Regions from separate parts of the Mus musculus genome. Here regions 2 and 3 are each linked to region 1. A link is a contact called in public HiChIP or PLAC-seq and Micro-C data. All regions are on one chromosome and are shown on one strand. Each heading gives the region's core, a stretch centred on a gene start, on an enhancer-like site or on the middle of the called end of the contact. The rest is flanking DNA. Distances are from core to core; before and after follow the strand shown. Region 1 holds the start of Klf4 (Kruppel-like factor 4 (gut)). Region 2 has its middle 67 kb from the start of Gm26144. Region 3 has its middle 55 kb from the start of Gm34628.

Region 1 (4,612 bases), core at 810-3,309:
AAGAGGGGGGAGGGACTACTGTCCTAGGTAAATAAAAACCACCGAGCTGAAAGAGTTTAGGGCCCTGACTGACTTTATGTGTTTACATCCTCATCTAAGTTCATCGAGGGTTTGAGACCTTGGCCTTAAAGTGGCTCACTTTACAAAGTAATGCTCAATCCTAGCTTTCCAAGCCAGAATTTTTTTCTTTCTTTCTTGACACCACAATGGGGGCGAAGGGGTGGGAACAGGTGTTCTTTTTGTTGTTCCTTTGTTTGAACGAGTAATATTTTCAGAGTTAAACTGGCCTAGTTCCAAGGGAATGGGGATGAACCCCTCGAGGTCACGTGAAGGGGGAGCGCCACTTTCCAGGCGAAGTCGGGCTCTTCCCCACCCCTTAGCGCGCCTAGTCCTCTGCCAAAACCAAGAGAAAGGATGAAAAGTCCTTCCTCAAAGGCTCCCAGCTCGAGCCCTGCCTTTGACAGACTGACTGGGCAGCCCCACTTCATTGGGAAGAGATGCATTCCAAGAGCGCTTCTGTGGTCGGCCAGAAGTGGAAAATTCAGGATGACAAATATTCCGAAGAAAACTAATATAGGTCCCAAGGATTCCGGGACTCAAACAGGTGAAACGACAGAGGACGTGGCACCGACGCCCCGAGAGGAGCGAGTGCACACGCTGCCTATGCTGGAGCATCGACCCCCTTTCCCGAGTGCCTTTCTTCAGTCCCCGCCCTCAGCTGTCTCCGCCAGGGTTCAACCATGAGGGCGGCGGAGCCCAACTCTGCTCCCCAATCCAAAATAAACACCTAGCCTTAAAAAAAAAAAAAAAGTAAACCTAGTTTAGCGAGTTATACTGAACACCACACTCACGGTTTTTGTTTTGTTTTAAGTACTTGGTAGAGATGAGGGCGAAAACCTTTCCCGGCTGGAAAATTACTGAGGGTAGTGGGGAATGGGAAAAGGAGTAATAAGACTAAAACAAAGACTGCCTTTTCCCCTCCCGGTAGGCAAGGGCCTGAGGTGCCACTTTGGAGCACTAGGGTCCCATTGCAGCGCTCCTCTTCCCAGCGCAGGATCACCTCCCAGTGAAGTCCCTTTGAGTGGGTTGGCTAGCTCAGAACCTAAGTTGATGGGAGCGAGTTGTCCTATGACCTTTACCTCGCCGCTTCACCTCTTTATGACTCACTTCTCATCTTCAAAATGAAGAGTGCGAGTGCGTAGCTTGTAAAGAGCTTTGAGATCCCTGGTGAAAGGTATCTCCGCGCCTCGGTCCCTCTCCGCGTTCCCACTCCCCCACCCCCAATGTAAATCTGGAACGCCTTCCTTGTTCCTTCCATTATCAAGATGACTACGTGCCCAATCCCGGCCGCTCTCTTTCATAGCAGGCGCGGAACCCCTTCTCCTAGCTTCTGAGATTCCTAGCGCCCCCCCCCAATCACCCGGCCCTCACCCCCACCCTACGGGAGGCCCCACTGGCACCCGCGCCAGGCCAGGCCCTGCGCCGACACGGCCCGGCGTCTGCGTGCGTATGCGAGAGAGGGCGGGCTGGATGAGTCACGCGGATAATCGCGCTCTCGAGTGCGCAGACGACAGGACAAGCGCGTACGCGAGCAGGGGTAGGGGCGCGCCGCCTCTTCCCCCCCACACACACACACCCCCAACCTCCTGTCCCCCGCCAGGGTTCCCGTGGCAGGACTTTCGAGCCCAGGGAACCGACCGTGGCCGCCCAGAGGACCCCGAGTAGCGCGGCCACGGGAGCCACGCCGTACTCCCAGCGCCGGAGCCGCCGTCGCCGCCACCGCCGCCGGCGTCAGCACGGCTCCAGCCCGCCAGCTGCCTGGCTGGCGTCACGGCCTGGCCCCGCCCCGCCCGCGCCCCTCCCTCGCCCCCGCCCCCACGTGCGCGGAGTTTGTTTATTTAGCTACCATGGCAACGCGCAGTGGGGGCTGCGGGAAGGCGGGGAGAAGAAAGGCAGGGGGCGGGGCCTGGCGGCGGAGCCCCGCGCGCCGCCACAGGGAGGAGGCGGGGAGCAAGCGAGCGAGAAGTTATAAGTAAGAAGCGCGCGGCGGCCGCCGGCAGTTCCCCGGCCAAGAGAGCGAGCGCGGCTCCGGGCGCGCGGGGAGCAGAGGCGGTGGCGGGCGGCGGCGGCACCCGGAGCCGCCGAGTGCCCCTCCCCGCCCCTCCAGCCCCCCACCCAGCAACCCGCCCGTGACCCGCGCCCATGGCCGCGCGCACCCGGCACAGTCCCCAGGACTCCGCACCCCGCGCCACCGCCCAGCTCGCAGTTCCGCGCCACCGCGGCCATTCTCACCTGGCGGCGCCGCCCGCCCACCGCCCGGACCACAGCCCCCGCGCCGCCGACAGCCACAGTGGCCGCGACAACGGTGGGGGACACTGCTGAGTCCAAGAGCGTGCAGCCTGGCCATCGGACCTACTTATCTGCCTTGCTGATTGTCTATTTTTATAAGAGTTTACAACTTTTCTAAGAATTTTTGTATACAAAGGAACTTTTTTAAAGACATCGCCGGTTTATATTGAATCCAAAGAAGAAGGATCTCGGGCAATCTGGGGGTTTTGGTTTGAGGTTTTGTTTCTAAAGTTTTTAATCTTCGTTGACTTTGGGGCTCAGGTACCCCTCTCTCTTCTTCGGACTCCGGAGGACCTTCTGGGCCCCCACATTAATGAGGTAGGTGAGATGTTGGACTTGGGAACAGAAAGGGGTGAGGATTGGAGGGAAGCTTCGGAGCAGTGGCCAGGGTGTCCCCTGACTCCTGGTCCCTGTGCGCCCCGCCCGGCCCGCAGGCAGCCACCTGGCGAGTCTGACATGGCTGTCAGCGACGCTCTGCTCCCGTCCTTCTCCACGTTCGCGTCCGGCCCGGCGGGAAGGGAGAAGACACTGCGTCCAGCAGGTGCCCCGACTAACGTGAGTGTCGCGCTAGTGCCCTGTAGATTTCTGCAGATGGGGTGGGGTGTATGGGCGGAATCCGGGGGTCACCAAGAGTCCTTGGTTAGGACAAGGATTGCCCTCCATTGGAACTCTACAGCCTTCCGAGGTGGCTCCTCGGCCCTTGAGTCGGCCTTAAGTGCGTGTGGTCCCGGCACTGCGGTACCGCCAGGGGCGCACAGCGGTTCCCCACTAGTCTTCGGGCGTCCGGACCGTGGGGTGGGCGCACTCAGTCCACTATATTTTAGGTGGACAAGTCTCGAGACCCTTTGGGCCGGAGTGATCGTAGCGCGTGGGCGACCCGGTGGCTATGGTGCATGGGGAGAAAGCCACCGTGTCCCAGTGTCCCAATTCCGTGGGCGGCTGGAGCGTCCCGCGGATCTGGCGGGGAAGAGGACTGGGCTGGTGGAGCGACGGCACTAGCTTGCAGGAGAACGAACGCGCCACCTCTTACCTTGGTGTTAGCTGAGATTGCAGTGTGGCCCCTGGAGTCCCCGAGGCTGCCTTCCTGTTCTGTCCAGTTCCTATAGCAGGGTGTTGGTGTGCTTCACCCAACAAGTCAATATTAGGGGTGGCAACAGGGTGCTACAATTAACAGTTTCTCTCTCCCTCCCTGTTCTTGCAGCGTTGGCGTGAGGAACTCTCTCACATGAAGCGACTTCCCCCACTTCCCGGCCGCCCCTACGACCTGGCGGCGACGGTGGCCACAGACCTGGAGAGTGGCGGAGCTGGTGCAGCTTGCAGCAGTAACAACCCGGCCCTCCTAGCCCGGAGGGAGACCGAGGAGTTCAACGACCTCCTGGACCTAGACTTTATCCTTTCCAACTCGCTAACCCACCAGGAATCGGTGGCCGCCACCGTGACCACCTCGGCGTCAGCTTCATCCTCGTCTTCCCCGGCGAGCAGCGGCCCTGCCAGCGCGCCCTCCACCTGCAGCTTCAGCTATCCGATCCGGGCCGGGGGTGACCCGGGCGTGGCTGCCAGCAACACAGGTGGAGGGCTCCTCTACAGCCGAGAATCTGCGCCACCTCCCACGGCCCCCTTCAACCTGGCGGACATCAATGACGTGAGCCCCTCGGGCGGCTTCGTGGCTGAGCTCCTGCGGCCGGAGTTGGACCCAGTATACATTCCGCCACAGCAGCCTCAGCCGCCAGGTGGCGGGCTGATGGGCAAGTTTGTGCTGAAGGCGTCTCTGACCACCCCTGGCAGCGAGTACAGCAGCCCTTCGGTCATCAGTGTTAGCAAAGGAAGCCCAGACGGCAGCCACCCCGTGGTAGTGGCGCCCTACAGCGGTGGCCCGCCGCGCATGTGCCCCAAGATTAAGCAAGAGGCGGTCCCGTCCTGCACGGTCAGCCGGTCCCTAGAGGCCCATTTGAGCGCTGGACCCCAGCTCAGCAACGGCCACCGGCCCAACACACACGACTTCCCCCTGGGGCGGCAGCTCCCCACCAGGACTACCCCTACACTGAGTCCCGAGGAACTGCTGAACAGCAGGGACTGTCACCCTGGCCTGCCTCTTCCCCCAGGATTCCATCCCCATCCGGGGCCCAACTACCCTCCTTTCCTGCCAGACCAGATGCAGTCACAAGTCCCCTCTCTCCATTATCAAGGTTAGTGGGGGGAAGGGACTGGCTGGTAGAGATGGCGCTGGGAGCTTTGTTTCTGGGGATCTTGAGACTATCCAGAT
Region 2 (4,612 bases), core at 754-3,253, 1.1 Mb before region 1:
CCTACCGTGTCCCAGCATTTAGAAACATGTTCTGTAAACAGAGTGACCTCAAATGATCTCTGACCTTCCCTCTGACTAAACCAGGATGAAGTGGCCATGCTGTATCTCTGGTCGGCATCTTCAATGGAGGCTTTTATCATCCTATTGGGAATCTGCCTCATCAGCCATTTGAATATTGCTTTCACAACCTGAAGAATAGGCTGATGGCTGCCAAATTTAAAACTTATGCGTAAGCTGGTTGTCTGATCTGTTTGAAAACACTATAGATGAGCCACTTTCTTGGTCATTCTCCAATCACGAATTTCTGGCTCCACAAGGCTCAGGTGCCATGGATGTTGAAAAGAAGTCATGTCTCATGCCTTCCATGTTTATATCACAGCCATTGTCTGTGTCACCAGGATCCCTTGCTGCCTGTGGTGATGGCCAAGGTTCCTCTCCTCTTAGCTGTACCCACCAGAGCTGAGTTTCTTCACATGTCTTCACCAGGTGCTTGCCACAAGCTTTGTGATCTGTGCCATTTATTCCTGCAAGACACTCAATCTTTTCTACAGTCTTGGGAGGTGGGGGCAAAAGGGCTATGAATTCTTGATCTGAAAACCCCGATGAAGTGTTCTAAAACCCAAACCTTTGAATGCAGACATGATAAACCAAGTTGGAGATTCCACACCTGCTCACGAATGCCCATGAACACTGTATAAGATCACATGCAGACCATGTCTGCAAAGTATATGCACAGCAAAATGAACTTTATTTAATAATTGGTCCCGTCCCCAAGACATCTCAGTATATATGCAAATATTCCTAAACATGGAAAAGTCCAAACTCCTGAATACTTCTGGTCCCAGATATTTCAGACAGGGATTGCAGTCTATAGTACTGTTATCCATTCAGCCATGATCCAACTAGCCTAACTTCAGACAGTTAATAAGAGCCTGAGCAGGGTCTCATGTCAAAGTCTGTTTGGCTTCAAATGAAGACTCCTACCTTCTCTTCCCCTGGCACTTTTCTTAAAAACATTGGGGTATGGGACATGATGCTTTGACATACATATACACTGTGAGTTGACTCCTATACTCAAGCTATGTAACACATCTATCTCTAACCATTTATTTTTGAGGTTCAACCTCCAAAATCCTACTTTTTTAAAAAAAAGCAAATTTCCAGTGTAGAAAACTATCACTGTCATATTGCTCGATGTTAGAGCCCTATATTCACCCATCTTGCATTCATGCAACATTGACTTTTGACTAACATGTGACTCCATTTTCCACTTGTGTGATCACTATCATCCTCTCTGTGTCTGCATATCTGTATTTGATTTCATAAGTTCCTCATGTAAGCAGGATCATGTGGCATTTCTGTTTCTGTGTCTGGCATATTTTATTTCTGTTTAGAGTATGGACACATATCCAGGGATCTGAAAGCATTGATTCAGTGAGAGAGAGAGAGAGAGAGAGAAAGGCACACACAGAGAAGGACAGAGATAGAGTTTTCTAGGAGGGAATCCTTGTTCAGATTCACAAACGTTCCTGACCTCAAAGGCTAAAGGGTGTCTGACTTAAGCAAGCAGTGGACTGATCATGATCTGACCTCCAAGGAACTTTCTGCTTTTATTTCCTGGTACTTCCTCTTGTTCAGAATACCTAATGAATTTCTGGAAGGTTCCCTGCCCTCTCATAAGTCCAGACCTATTTCCAGAGCCCCAAGTCACCTTGCGAGGAGAAGCCTGAGCCTTTAGTGGCGTCATGGCTTCCCAAAGAATTGCTTCTGCTGTGTGGTTCCTACCCTGGGTAGCAACAGGTAGGTAGCTGAGCTGGGGTGCTCATCTTCCCCCGTTCCTCTTCCCTTCATGCACAGGCTATGAGCCCCTAAATTATTTATCTGTGCTTTGTCTAAGAGGCTTTTGAAAACCAAGGGCAAGAGTCAGTCTTGCTCGGGCACTGTCACAGGCAAGCTGCCAGTTGAGCTGACATCAGCTTCTGGCTTCTGGGGTATCAGCTGTCGTTGCCTCCTGGGATATTCTTTTGGGACACAAGCGGAAAAGCTTGTTCATCAGGAGGTGCTCACTGGTGTCTCACATGTGAAGCCCTTCCAAGCCTTCCTCCTCTTCCTGCTCCTCCCCCTCTCTCTTCCTCCATTCCCCTCTTCCTCCTCTTAATTCTCCTTCTCCTGTTCCAGGTCCTCCTCTATTCCTCCTCCTCTTCCCTGCATTGTTGTTCTTGAGTCTCCTACTCTTTCTCTTCCTCTCTCCTCTTATTCTCCCCCCCCCCCTTACTCCTCCTTTTCTTAGGGCCTTCCTATAGCCCCTGAGTGTCCTCACTTTCATTTTATCTCCAAACTCCCTCTTCCACAAACGGTGTTTTTAAATGCAAGTCACCAAACAAAATACAAACGCTATAGACAGACTCAGCAGGGGTTTAATTCCTTGAAAGTTGAAATGTGACCTGAAACCCTCATTTCGATGTTGCTCTTGGGTAACGTGCTTTCAGCATGCAGAATGCTTTTTCATGCTTTAGGCTTTTCCTTCCCAAGTAAGCACATAGTCTGGCTAAAGTCCAGCCAGTGTCTAAACCAGGCCAAACCTGCCCCTTTCAGGCTGTCCTGGGGTTTCCAGTTGAGAAAACTCTGGGTTGCTTATTGCTAATATCATCTGGGCAATGTTCCTGGGGAGGGGCTAGCACTACCCTGTATGTCCCCAAGCCCCAGACAGAAGCTCTTGTCCTTCCATTGCAATTTCTCCTGCCCTCCTCCAACCCATAGGGCAGGACTTCCGGAGAGAGGCAACTTCCTTGAGGGAAACTGGGAAGTCACCTAGGCTTCTGCTTGTAGATGTTCTGCTGACATGGGCTGTGGACAGACAAGGACCCTTTCCCCAGGCCAGGGTTGTCTCAGACATTCTACGGTCTCTAAGAGCACTGGGTAAGCTATCAGGCTATTTGGGGTTTAACCCTTCTTGCCTTCATTCAGCAACTACTGAGTAAGCCACAGGTGCCAGGCTGAGCCTTGGAAAGCCTGGTCTCAAGGAGCTCCGGATTTTGGTTGGGAAAAATGGCAATGTAAATAAACAAGTGGGCAAAGTGTGCTAGGGTGGTCTAAGGGACTGTGAAAATGTAGGGTGACGTCACGCAATCCTCACTCCGTTTCTGTTGTTTTGTCACCCAGAGTAATCCCAAGGTTTACTAAATGCTGTGCAGGGTTGTGGGACTCTATACTCTCCTACTTGCCAGGAATAAGGATATGTTTAAAACTCCTTTGTGGGTTTATGTTCAAAAGTGGTCACCAAATCCCATGTCTGCATGGACAAAAACCAGTGCCACTTTTATTCAGTCCTGTATGCCTGTCATCTGGTGGCAAAGCTATTAGGGAGTAGATGCTCAATAAATATTTGTTGAATGAGTTAATGGAATGGATGGTTAAAGAGAAGACCACCTTTGGTAGTGTTTTCTAAACTTGAGCCTCAGAATCAGGTGATGTAATTATTATAACATAGGTGCCGTGTTCAAAGATGGATGCTGTTCTGGGGTAGGGGAAAAGGTTTGTATTTTTAGATCTTTCCACAGAAGATCCCCCTGGGTTGAGACCCACACTCTGAGCAATGCTTGGGTCTTCTCTACCAGAGATGGATTAAAAATACTCCTTGAAGTTGTTCCTAAAGGACCACTATGGGGTTTGGTCCTCCCCATTGTCTTAGCAGGGGTCAGGTCCTACACATGAAACAGGCCCAAGTTACTGGGGCCTCCTGAGGGTTCACGGTGACACAGCCATAATGCAGGTGACTTCATTTAACTAGAGGGAATTATGAACATGAGAGCAGTGAGTACACTCCCTATGTGAAATTCAGGGAAGTTAAAATAGCTTGCTCCATGTGAGAAAAAAACCCGTTTGTCTGTTGCGAGGATCATTGTCCCTTCTTAGGCAACTGGCATCTTCAAGGAAAAGGACAAACTGTGGCACTTGGGTTTTTCTTTTTGCTTACTCATTCGTATTGCTTATTCATGCTGAGTAAGTTTTAATTGTCTCTGACATTGAGCAAGGAGCCCCACGCTAGAGACCTGGGTGTGCTAACCTCTCACCACACTGCTGTGGATAACGTGACTGCTGGCATGCTTTGTCCTGGCCTGTCATGTGCTTCTGAGTGAAGAGATTTGATTCAGGCTGTGTGAAGCTCATCAGCTTCTTCCTTCTCTACAAGTATGCTACGGCTGAAGTCCCAGCCCATATTGCCTTGCAAGGTCAGGGTTAGGGGCACCACTGTAGTAGCCTCTGTTGCTAAAAATGCCTACCGTTTGCTTGATGAATTAATCAGCGTGATGAGGTTGGAAGAGGGTTGACATCATTGAGGACACTGTTTGAGTGCTCTGACTGTATGATCTGGGCTGGGTCAGGTGCTGACCTCTGAGAGCCATTGCGTTTCTTCCAGGTGTTGCAGACAGCAGACATTACTAACCTGTTGGTTGGGCTGTGAGCTTGCTTACTTTGCTGACTCTGGTGATATGGTACATAGATTTTTCTCTTCTCGCTTCTTTAATCACAGAGTCCAGGATGAGGCCAGACACAGCGGTTCTGGGACTTTTTAGGAACTATATAGAGCAATGGTAACACCCCAGCATGG
Region 3 (4,612 bases), core at 1,498-3,997, 1.0 Mb before region 1:
GGAAATCATAGCAGTCAGCTTCTCTCACCAGCTGGCTTCTGTTTAGCTTTAGGTTAGGGATATACCAGGAGGAAACTAGACGGCGGACAGAAAGGAAAAGCCAGGGCATCTCTCCTCACTTCTGGCCTTGGACAAGATTCCTGATGGTGACATATTTCTTTCACATTTCTTGGTAGGTCCGGATTATGTGAGGCCTGAAGCTCATATTTTTTCAGAGCTTGGTTTAACATGAGAAAAAAGATAAGGTGATAAACATACAATTAACAACAGGATCTGAGAAGGAAACTATGAGGCTGGGCAGCCCTGAATCTTAAACTCTATGATAAACCAATCACTGCTAGGCTTCTAGCTGCCCCATGGTGACCCAGCCTTGCTTCTCCTCTTTCCTCCCTGCTGAGAAGTGTCATTAGCTCCGTGTCTTCTTGCTACCATCTGCTGAAGGACTCCAGTGCCACTGTTACCTCGGGAATCAACTGTTTATATTAAATAACTTCTGTATTAAACAGGCTGATTTATTTTTCTGACTGGATATCAGATAATAACAAGGTCAACTGGTATAAAAATATTGATGGAGTATCTTTGTGACATGTCCCCTATAGCAAGAAGACTTCTTGTTTGATGCAGAGAAACAAGCAGGAATAGTTGAACAGAGCCGGGCATGGTGGCGCATGCCTTTAATCCCAACACTAGGGAGGCAGAGACAGGCAGATTTCTGAGTTCGAGGCCAGCCTGGTCTACAAAGTGAGTTCCAGGACAGCCAGGGAAACACTGTCTCAAAAAAAAAAAAAAAAGAATGGGGAATTAAGGTCGTGGGTGCCTCTCCTGTACATTTCAGCAGGCTTGGGTGCGCTTTACATAACCGCTCTGAAGAAGATTTTCCACTTAAGAAGAGCATTTACCTTTGATGGACTATGGGAGCAGGGATCATGGGCTTCTACATGGTTTCTGGCATCAGAACAGACCACAAACAGAACATGCAGTGCGGCTATGGACCTGGATCAAGCCCTCCATTGCAGCTGGGGTCACGGACATTGGCATGGCTTCCAGCTGCATCATAAACCACAGACATCGGCCTCTCATTCAGTGGCAACACAGGCCACAGACATCAACACAGACCTGGACAAAGTAAGAAAACTAGAATCTTAAGGGGTTAAGACTGTGGTTTTCATCCTGTGGTCACAACCCCCACAGGGGGTCACATATCAGATATTTACATTAATGTTCATAACAGCAGCAGAATTACAGTTGTGAAGTTGCAATATGGTAATTTTATGGATGGGTCACCACAACATGAGGAACTGTATTAAAGGGTCACAGCATTAGGAAGGTTGAAGAACTACTGGATTAAGGGGTTATCTGTGGCATTTCTCAGGAAGAGGATTATGGAAAGAGAAGAGGCTCTAGGAAGAAAGTTCCAGAAAGCTTACACCCAGAGGTGGACAGAAGAAGAGGTATACGTTGTAGCATGGGGAGCTAGGAGAAAAGGCAGCTTCCTAGGTGCGGAGGAGACTAGAGTTGGATAATCCTGAGGGTGGATGAGAATTTTTCTGCATTTGCAAAGGTCACTAGTGACTTTTAGGGACCCACATCTCAGCCTCATGAGGAAGACATGAAGTCTTTTCAGAGCTCAAAGGTGAGTCACAGTTGAGAAACAGCCGTGGCTGTGGGGTCCACTGAGAAATATACAATGTTATCAGAAGGAGACAGTATCTCTTAGGGGCTGAGGGTATTTCTGGAGTGTTTGCAGTGGGGAGGATGTGAGTCAGGAGATGGATGAGGGAGAGTAGCTAGCTTGGGTGAAGCAATGTCTTCATCCATGGGCTCTTTGCTTTCCATGCAAGTGCTTTAGGGTGGGTTTCTTCATCCTTGTCTGACCCGTGAGTGTGAGTAACTCTACCTCTGAGAGTGCTAACTGAGGAGCCAGGCTTGTTTCTGACTGGTGAGCTAGTTGCTCCAATTCGGGAATCTGCACTCAGAGCTTAGAGCCACAGGGACATGGGTACTACTTAGCAATGATTGACCCTCTGAGTGAGAGAGGAGATAAACAGGTGTGTGCGTGCGTGCGTGCGTGCGTGCGTGCGTGTGTGTGTGTGTGTGTGTGTGTATATATATATATATATATATATATATATATATATATATAGAGAGAGAGAGAGATTGATTATCAAAGCAGCTTCAGGCCTCCTAGGTTTGATCTGGACCTGGGCATCAGGCCAGTGCAGCTTGTCAAACCAGGTTCTGTGGGACTGTGCCCAGGGCTGCTGAGAACACATAGCTCTGATCGGTGTGTACAGGCTTGTTTGACTTGAGCTGGGTTTTGCTTTCCATCAGAGGGACACCTGAACCTCCCCTGTAGGTAGTAACTCAGGCTCCGTCCCTATTGCTCTTGTTTGCTTTGGTTACTCAGTGCAGGAAGCCTCTGTCTCCGTGAATGGATCCTTTCTGAGTGCTGAGAGCATTCTTGGCAGAAGGAAGCGTTTCCACTTCTATGGTGGTGGCTACCCCTATGGAGGACCTGCTCTAGGTCTCACGTTCTGCCAGGGACTTTGTGTGCCTCTGACTCACAAGCACGCTGGCCAGGTGACTGCCACCACATGCGTGAGGACTCTGTGGCTGTGTGAGGGTCACTGAGCTGCCCAGGGTCATACAATCCTGGGGTTTTTGTTGTGTCTTCCTTCTCTTAGTTGCCTCTTACTCATCACCGTGACCCGACTCACCAACATGTGTCCATGTATCCAGTGCCAGACAGCCTGCACCTTGGCCCACATGCCCCATTATGGGGCCCCATGACTTAACCCTCTATTGTTTCTTTTAGAACAGAGGCTGTACATAAAAATAGCAATAAAACTCTTTACAATTCACCTCCCAGCCTTCGCTCTCTGCTCAGACCATCTGCTTCTTAGTGCCCTAGAGGGAATGATCGGAGGGTGAGTCTGACCACGTCACTTCGGAATTTCAAAGCTCTCGGTGGCTGGTCCGTAGCTGCTGGACAGAGGCCAGACCTCTTCCTTTGGCACACAGAGCATCCCTTCATGACTTGGCTCCTGCTCATTTCCCGAGCATCACCTTTCACAATTCCTGCCTCCAGACCACTTATGTTTCTGAGCATGACACTGAATAGCTTCCTATACTCCTTGGCCCTACTTTGCTTATGACGTTCCTGTGACCCGGCTTTCCCTTATCCATTTCCTTATTTGGTGAACTCTCAAAAGAGAACCTTTTCTGTTACATGATTTCCAAACTGCCCAGGTGGAATCAGTTCTGGAACATTCCTCATGGAATTTTCCTTGGTTATCTTTCTGACTTCCATAGAGTTCGTGGGCAGATCATCAAAGTCTATACACCTTGCTGTCCTGGAGGCCAGCTCTGGGCTCAGTGTGCAGCTGGCACCAGTCAATGGGCTTTTGGTGCAACTCTGCATTTCCAGAGATGCCATAGAGCTAGTTTAGTGACCTCAGAGGCTGGTGGGGGTCACTTAAGGTCATATTTTCACCACAATGTTCAGATTGGAACTAGCTGGAGAAGTTGGGTGAAGGGTCAAAGTCCATCTCAATTTGTAGCTGGACCAGGCTCACCTTACATACAAAGAAGAATAACACCCTTTTCTGTTTTCCTACCTCTAAAGGTGCCTGATGGGCTGGTGAGAAATTCTCACACAGGAATATTTTGTGGTCCTGCAAAGAAAGAGATCAGGTGCTTAATGATATAACTTTAATTAGGGACTCTCTTAATTTAGAATCAATTTCTGTTCTCATCACCATCCCCTTCCTTCCCCTACCAAAGGTGCCATGGCATTTGTACACGAAATCTACTAGTCTCTCTCTGTATTTCAAGTAGCTACTTCCTAAATTTGGATTAAATTGAAAAACTCTATCTTTATGGGATGGAAAATGTTGCCATGTCCTGTTTAGGGATAAGGGGACTCAGGTTTAATTACATTTTTGACAACCATATCCTGTGTGTGTGTATGCATACATGTATGATTTATTTAAACAAAGTCCCATTATATAGCCCCAGCTTTCTTCAAACTTGTTCTTCTCCTGCTTGAGCCTCCCCAGTGCAGGGATTAGAGGCACCATCTTCCATGCCTGAATTGTATCTTCTTTTAGAATAAAGCATCCTGCAGCTTTCCACAGACATCACTAATTATATACAAAGTCCATCAAATGTCGTTTTAAGACCCAGTGGATGCCATCACTCCATCACTCATATATCGTCATTATTACCACATCCAAGGGTGAGCAGGCTTCTTCTCCCCTCAGCTGTGTGCGGAGCCTGTGCACTTGCTGTTCTCACAGCCATGAGCTGTGGAATGGGGATTTGAAGGTTGCTCTTTGCTTAGTGTTAGCACTTATCACTCCGGCATGCCCAGTGCTGAGCTGATTTATTCCACAGATGCTCCACCTTCCCTCTTTGTGGGGTTTCTAATATTTTTCTTTAAACGTTAGAATTTTCAAAATGTAGGATTTTAACTCTGCTTTCGACTTAGGAAAAATATAGTCCTTGTTCAGTCATTCTGATTTCCAGTCTATGAAGAATAGAAAATGATCCTTGGGATGGTTCAGTCTCAAGTAAAGTGCTGACCTTTCAAACAAGACGTTCTGAGGTGAAT

What was found. Hi-C and Micro-C count contacts between places; a contact is called where the count stands out from the background. HiChIP or PLAC-seq counts read pairs in DNA pulled down with a chosen protein or histone mark.
Region 2: a contact with region 1 is called in a Micro-C map of the HL-1 cell line, with 2.9 times the contacts expected there. The contact joins the enhancer-like site here to the promoter of Klf4 in region 1. A contact is called at or near these places in 10 of 39 promoter capture datasets (the 3T3-L1 cell line, 3T3-L1-derived adipocytes, cranial neural crest and 4 more), 11 of 484 Hi-C or Micro-C datasets (the HL-1 cell line, cerebral cortex, colorectal tumor organoids and 6 more), 8 of 115 datasets of contacts at active chromatin or transcription factors (the NIH/3T3 cell line, a colorectal cancer cell line, embryonic forebrain and 5 more) and 2 of 9 other capture datasets (adipose tissue and embryonic stem cells).
Region 3: a contact with region 1 is called in a FOXA1 HiChIP or PLAC-seq map of pancreatic cancer cells. The contact joins the enhancer-like site here to the promoter of Klf4 in region 1. A contact is called at or near these places in 3 of 39 promoter capture datasets (cranial neural crest, embryonic stem cells and maxillary cranial neural crest) and 9 of 115 datasets of contacts at active chromatin or transcription factors (the NIH/3T3 cell line, cardiomyocytes, embryonic basal ganglia and 6 more).

What each region holds. Positions count from the first base shown.
Region 1 is chr4:55,529,922-55,534,533 of GRCm38.p6, reverse strand. It overlaps Klf4 (Kruppel-like factor 4 (gut)), which reads left to right and starts at 2,059. Exons shown (of 5, transcript NM_010637.3): 1 at 2,059-2,667; 2 at 2,784-2,904; 3 at 3,551-4,535. The coding sequence starts at 2,663. It overlaps Gm12506 (a long non-coding RNA gene), which reads right to left and starts at 1,824. Exons shown (of 5, transcript XR_390585.4): 1 at 1-1,824.
Region 2 is chr4:56,609,887-56,614,498 of GRCm38.p6, reverse strand. No RefSeq gene overlaps it. Among named protein-coding and RNA genes, the nearest start is that of Gm26144, 67 kb to the left of the region's middle. Within about 2 kb of position 2,003, at least 19 of the 459 cell types and tissues checked have an H3K27ac peak or open chromatin away from gene starts, as enhancers often do. A contact at or near this core is called in the HL-1 cell line and muscle stem cells, where this site is marked.
Region 3 is chr4:56,531,481-56,536,092 of GRCm38.p6, reverse strand. No RefSeq gene overlaps it. Among named protein-coding and RNA genes, the nearest start is that of Gm34628, 55 kb to the right of the region's middle. Within about 2 kb of position 2,747, at least 71 of the 459 cell types and tissues checked have an H3K27ac peak or open chromatin away from gene starts, as enhancers often do. A contact at or near this core is called in the NIH/3T3 cell line and pancreatic cancer cells, where this site is marked.